Regions from separate parts of the Sus scrofa genome. Here region 1 is linked to region 2. Evidence: chromatin contacts called from public HiChIP or PLAC-seq data. All regions are on one chromosome and are shown on one strand. Each heading gives the region's core, a stretch centred on a gene start, on an enhancer-like site or on the middle of the called end of the contact. The rest is flanking DNA. Distances are from core to core; before and after follow the strand shown.

The links. HiChIP or PLAC-seq counts read pairs in DNA pulled down with a chosen protein or histone mark.
Region 1: an H3K27ac HiChIP or PLAC-seq map of alveolar macrophages shows a contact between it and region 2. The contact joins two enhancer-like sites. A contact is called at or near these places in 2 of 47 Hi-C or Micro-C datasets (embryonic fibroblasts and epiblast stem cells) and 1 of 2 datasets of contacts at active chromatin or transcription factors (alveolar macrophages).

What each region holds. Positions count from the first base shown.
Region 1 is chr9:71,133,916-71,137,101 of Sscrofa11.1, reverse strand. It overlaps CDK14 (cyclin-dependent kinase 14), which reads right to left. Exons shown (of 15, transcript XM_021102362.1): 11 at 307-370. Among named protein-coding and RNA genes, the nearest start is that of FZD1, 210 kb to the left of the region's middle. Within about 2 kb of position 1,576, at least 5 of the 83 cell types and tissues checked have an H3K27ac peak or open chromatin away from gene starts, as enhancers often do. A contact at or near this core is called in alveolar macrophages, where this site is marked.
Region 2 is chr9:70,588,669-70,591,906 of Sscrofa11.1, reverse strand. The region is part of intron 6 of LOC110262229 (pituitary tumor-transforming gene 1 protein-interacting protein); the gene reads right to left. Among named protein-coding and RNA genes, the nearest start is that of CDK14, 88 kb to the left of the region's middle. Within about 2 kb of position 1,471, at least 2 of the 83 cell types and tissues checked have an H3K27ac peak or open chromatin away from gene starts, as enhancers often do. A contact at or near this core is called in alveolar macrophages, where this site is marked.

The DNA.
Region 1 (3,186 bases), core at 327-2,826, 550 kb before region 2:
ATAAAGTTTGTTTTTATAGACATGGATGCTAGTCTAACTGAGGATGAAATGAAAGGTTACCACAAGATTAGCCAGTCAAATCCAATGAAACACATACAGTGAAAAACTCTCATAAGGGATGTCACTCATTCCATCTTTACAGACAAATTGTGAAAACCAGAGGACAACTCCAATAAGAGGTATAACACACAATGGCAAAAGTAACCAGAATTTTTCCAGGTGATATATCAGCCTGAGGAGGAACATTTATACATTCACCCTTTGCATTTTGGAAGCACTTAGTCATTTGTAATTAGTGAAACATACCTGGCTTAAAATGTGGTAAAGAATGAACTCCAGGCCATGTGTCCTCATTGGGCGTCCCAAGAACCTAGTGGAGAGTAGGAAATTGTGGAAACAGACTTATTATTTCCAAAGTACTCAAGATTCTCCAGGGTAGAAAACAGTACACGACATATGATGAAATTCTGGATTTTTTTTTTTTTCCATTATCATGTGCCAGGGATTTTATTTCAGTAAAAAACAAACCCAGCTAAAAAGCCACCCAGGTTGAATGTCTTAACAAATTAAAACAGTCTTAACAAATTAAAACGTCTTAACAAATTAAAAATTAAAAATTTGTTAACGTTTTAACAAATGCAGCTGAATGTGCTAAAATAAGTTAAATCTGCTGCATTTTACCAACTCCTAACTTAATAAGTAGGCTTAGGACTCAAAGGATGAACTGTTATCTTCATGAAACTGAATAAAGTATGTATGTGTGCCTCATGATTCTTTCATGAGCTTTCATCCTTCACAGTATCAGATGGGTCATCATTGAACAGTTATGAGAATTGTGTCACTTCTTCCACCACGTCCTCTGTCTGGGTATCAGAATATTTCAAAGAAGCAGGACAGACAGAATACTCCCACGCTCTACTGGCCAGACTGTCTGTTACAGTTACCACCTTTAGTCACGTGTTTTATACTTTCTTCATCTCCAAATACTGTTCTGCCTACACCATCTTTTTCCATCCACATTTCCAGCTTCTTCCCCTGTCTCCTTTCCCATCCCCACCACGTTTGACTTAGTCCAGGGAATTAAACAGAAATTCCAGTTCAGGTATAACTGGGCATACTCTATTTGAATTTTCAGTTCCACCACCTATTGCTATTATATGCAATGATCGTTAAATCTCCACTGGAGAACAGTAGGCTTGAAAGGTGAGGAGCACAGAATAGGGAGTCACGCTCCTTTGATTCCCTACTTGCTAGCCATGGGACCTCAAAGAACTTTATTTTCCTCCTGTGTACTCTGGAGCTGACAACAGCACCCTCCTGGTCTGGGGGAGCCCACCATCCAGCACGCAGTAGGCATCATGTTGGGACCAGGTGCTCTCCAAAGCACCCACAGAAAATGGAGTCAGGCCCAGCAGGTGCAGGCCATGGGAAAGAATCTAGCCCACCCGTCTTTTCCACAGGGACTCCCTGATCTGTGGAGTCAGTGCCAAATGCTGTAACTCAAACTATGCTGGACCAACACGGAGAGTCAAGTGAGTTAGAAAGCGGAAGAGAGAAAGCCGGAAGCTGGCAAAACTGGAGGCATGGTATCTGTCTTCCTCTTTCTGAGTTGCTTCACTTTGTAAGATAAGCTCTAGTTGCATCCACGTTGCTACAAGTGGCATTATAATCAACGAGGTCCTGCTGCACAGCACAGGGAACTATATCCAATCTTTCAGGACAGAACATGATGGAAGAGAGTATGAGGAAAAGAATATATATGACTGGGCCACTTAGCTGGACAGTAGAAATTGACACAACATTGTAAATCAACTATATTTTAATAATTAAAAATTAAACTAAAATCAATTAAAGTGTAATTAAATTAAAAATAATGTAAAAAAAATCTGGAGGCACAGTTGACATTAGGGAGAAAAGGACGCCTATTCATCTCTGTCTCTGAGGCCCAGAGGTACCACTAGACAATGGGGAGACGCAGAGCTCTGAGTCTATGTATGACTTCCTGGGGGGGCGCGAGGGCAAAAGCTGGCACGTACAGCGAGTGCTTCCTGCACTGCTTCCATGTGAATCAGAGTTACACACATGCCCGATGTTCCTCACTGAAACCTGGAATCCAGGTTCAGGAGATCAGGGAATGCAAATCTTTAAAATCATCTTGGTTAACTTTGCAAGCACTAATTAATACTAACATACACAGGCAGATCTACACAAACAAGGTCCCACTCTGGAGGGGCTGGGTGAGAGCAGAAGGTGACAGGCAAGAGGGGCCCATGGTGATATAAGACAAGAAGAGAGGCAAAGTCAAGTCACAATTGTGACAACAGGGTCCCTGCAAAAGGCATGCCCCCCTCTCTTTCCACCAATTCTGCCCATGATTTCAAGAAAGAGAGGCAATCAGGTGTGTGGGCAGTGCACAGCTCATCTAGGGGATGCTTCACTTGGAGCTCCCACTGAATTCCGTGCAAAGGACAAACTACTAAGCTTTGGCAACTAAAGGGAGAAACTTTCAGCCCCCCAAATCCCATCTTGATCAAGATCAATCCACCACATATGAAATAGAACCTCTAGGGTTTTATAAACTCTGAAAAGTCCAGGCAAAACATGCAACTCATTCTCTCATTCCTAATAAAGGTAGGATTGATACCCCGACGACCCACGTTTCTACAGTGTTTATGTTAAAGCTTTTTCACAGGCACTGTACTGCCCCATATACAGTGTCCAGTCTCAGAGGGCTTATCAAATATTCTGACCATCTTAGAAGAATTACCTGCAAAGTAAAATACATAGGACTTTTTCTGAGTTATTCTAGTGTTGACTGATGAGATTCCAGACCTCAAATTCTTCTCTTGTCTACCACACCTAGGCCATGTGCATGGGAAATAGAAAGTGGGCAAGGGAAAAGAATTCAAAATCAATGCTGCTTCCTGGAAGAGCCTTTTTAGAAAGGCAATGGGGGTGAAATGCATGGTTAGAGTTGATGGGCTACTTATGCCCTAAGGGAAGTGGGTGTGTCATCTTTGATGTCAGAGTGGCTTCTGTGTCTCCCTGTTCCTTTGATGGTTCATCTCTTCACTAGGCTAACATCCGTTGTGTCGTCACAGTAGACAGAGGACTCTTCTGGTCTTACCTATGTGCTGACAGGTACAGCATAAATCTTGCTCATTGTGTCAGCCTTATGATGGGCAG
Region 2 (3,238 bases), core at 222-2,721:
CACAACCCAAACTCCTTTTACTGGCCTATAAAACCCCTGCATGATCTGATCCCTGCCTATGTCTCCTGTTCAATCCTTGCTCACTCCCAGCCATGCTGCATTCAGCTTCTCCAACACTCTAAGCTCTGGCTCCCCCTGCAGCCTCCATCTGGTTTTTTCCTTTCCCGCACCCCCGACTCTGCTCCTTGGCTGACTCCTCATCATGTTTTGGTCTTTACTTAAACCCGACTCCCTCAACACCTTTCCTATTTATCTGAAGTATGTTCCCACCTTTATTTCCCCCAATTTCAGTTCTTTTGTTTCTTTCCAGCAGTGCCACAATTTTTTATTATTTTCCTTTGCTCTTCACTTCTTTTGTTTTACAATGGGAATATTGTCTCCCCTCCCCTAGCTTTGTTGAGATATGATTGACATATAACATTAAGTTTAAGGTATACAATGTGTTGATTTGATACACTTATATATTGAAATGATGACCATGATAGCATTAGCTAACGGGTACATCACCTCACATAATTATCACTCTTTTTTTTGTAGTAAGAACATTTTAGATCTACTCTCTTAGTAACTAATATGGTCACTACATATAATATGGTATTATTAGTTATAATCACCATGCTGTACATTTTGATCTTCAGAACTTATTCATCTTTTAACTGGCAGTTTGAACTCTTTGACCAACATCTCTTCTTTCCCCTGATAGTGTCTATCTTGTTTCATGCTGTATCCCCCATGTCTGGCACAAAGCAAAATGCAACAAATGCTTATTCAATCAAAGCCATCCTATCCTGATCTTTTTCTAACTCCCTTTGTTCTTATTGGAATCAGAGCAAAATTAACTCATCATTTACTCAATTTTATCATTACTATTCAAGTCAACACAAATACCTATAGGCCAGGAACTGTCAGGTGCTGCTTTACCAGCTATTATTTATTCAGTATTCACTATGGGCTGGCACTGTTATAAGTACTTTACATACAATCTCATTGTATCATCACAAGTATGTAATCAAGCAACTATTTTTATCCCTATTTTATTTTATTTTTTCATTTTGGCCATGCCCGTGGCATGCAGAAGTTCTCTGGCCAGGGATCAAACCTTTGCCACAGCAGTGACAATGCCAGGTCCTAAACCTGCTGAGCCACCAGAGAACACCTATTCTTATTTTAAAGATGAGGAAGCTAAGACAAGAGAGAGGTTAATATGTGCTCCAGATATCACAAACAGTAAGTGATAGAGCTGAGATTCTGCATTCTGTCCCATAAAACACAATTTCCACCTTAAAATCAGTACTGAGAGAGGGGAAAAGAAAGTGAGCTGAAAATGCAAAGGGAAGTGATAACAGTTGCTTAAGGCAGAGCAGTAAAATTTGTTTGAAGGTGGCATTTCATCAGAGGGATTATGAAAGCTGACCCTTAAAAACGTCAGTGGATGAGAAGAAAAGTCAGAGGGGACTAGAGAGAGGCACTACACATAGTGACGGCAGTACAGTGATGAAATACTGTCCTCGCCCAGGTTGTTATGTTCTGACACAGAGATGAAGTGATTTGTGTAAATTTCACAATAAATGCAATAAATATGTTAGAAGAAATATAAAAGACTACAGCTCTAGAATTCCACAAAGCAAAATTGTTTTAAAATTATTTCCAATAGGTATTTAAATTATAATGGTATTTTCCAAAAAGTATTGACATACATCTTTTTCAAGACTAAGAACAGTAAATTTCTAGAAAAATGAATATTTATAAAATAAAGGATTTTTTTGCAATAGTTCCTTATATAGAACAGTGAGGGGTCTCATCTAAACTTTATTAATATGAATTCTCCTCAATGAATAATCCAACTCAGCACTTGCTTTTTATATTCCCTGCCGGTGGCTTCTATAGTCAAAGTTCTTGACTGGAGAAACTGAAATAATCCCCCCCCCCATTTTGGTAAAAAAGCAATTACTTTCCATTTCCTTCACATATTTTCACCATACTCCCATTAGAACATTTATCTAAACTCTCAAACAACTAAATACACACACACACCAAAACACACCCAGTGCTTGTATTAGGAAACAGCTGAGTTAAAGGTATGTGGTGATTCCCTGTCGTTTCTCCTGTTGAATGCACATAATTTTTCTTCATTCATTCCCTTTGAAGTGCCTGACATTCAGCCTCATTTTATACATACTGGCAATGGAAAACTGGGCTTTAAAATCATGAGAAGTCATTTCTCTCCCCCCTTTTTTTTTTTTAACAAGAGTTGATATGTATGACAAACTAGGCTTTGATTACCACAGAAATTTAGAATTTTAACAGTACCTCAGAAAGCATCTAATCTGGAAAAGAGCAACTTAGACAAAGTATTCCCCACTCCCACCACAGAGGATGGGTATTGCTAATAGATTGCTATGTTCTTTCCCACTAAGCCTAAGCATTACTCAAGATTCCTTCTCTACATGATGCTCCAGGCAATGTCTATCCTGTAAGATAAAACATTTATTGTGCATGATCCTTCTCATAGGATAGAAAATGCACTTCAGAAAGCTGCAATCTGGGTCATCCTCTGTGGTATGGATAGACCTGGTATTGCTTATCTATTCATCCATTGATGGACACTTGGGTTATTTCCACTTTTTGACTCTTGAGGAAGATGCTGCTATGAACATGGGGATACAAATATCTCTTTTTGACTCTGCTTTTCATTTTTTTTTTTTCATCACGGGAATTCTGTACCCTTCCTCTTGTTTTCCTTCTTTATCTTAACAGCATCATTGTCTTCCAATTACCCAAGCTAGAAACCTTGGACTCTCCAGCTCCTCCTTTTTATGCTCTACTTCTAAAGGATCAAGAGGGTTTGTGAAGTTGAATCTGAAATGTCTTTCCTTGTCACTGCCCATGTTTAGGCTTTCATCTGTGCCCACTTGAATGATTGGCACTCTGCTAACTGATCTTCCTACTGGAATCTCCCCTCTCTAAACCATCCATCCATCCCATCTCCCGTCCCCACCCCCACCCCAATAATACCATCAAGATATTTTTCCTTATAAGTGTGATTGTGACTCCCCACCTCTGCCAAAAGTTGCCTTTCTTCAAGATAAAGTTAATGTCTCCCTTCACCTTTAAAATAAAGCTCAAATTCCTACGTGGGATTTCAAGTTTCTCCACAAATAAGGACCAGGTGCCTTTCTCATCACACATCATCATGATGATTAGAAGCTAAGATCCTGGGGCCAGACTACCCAGCTTT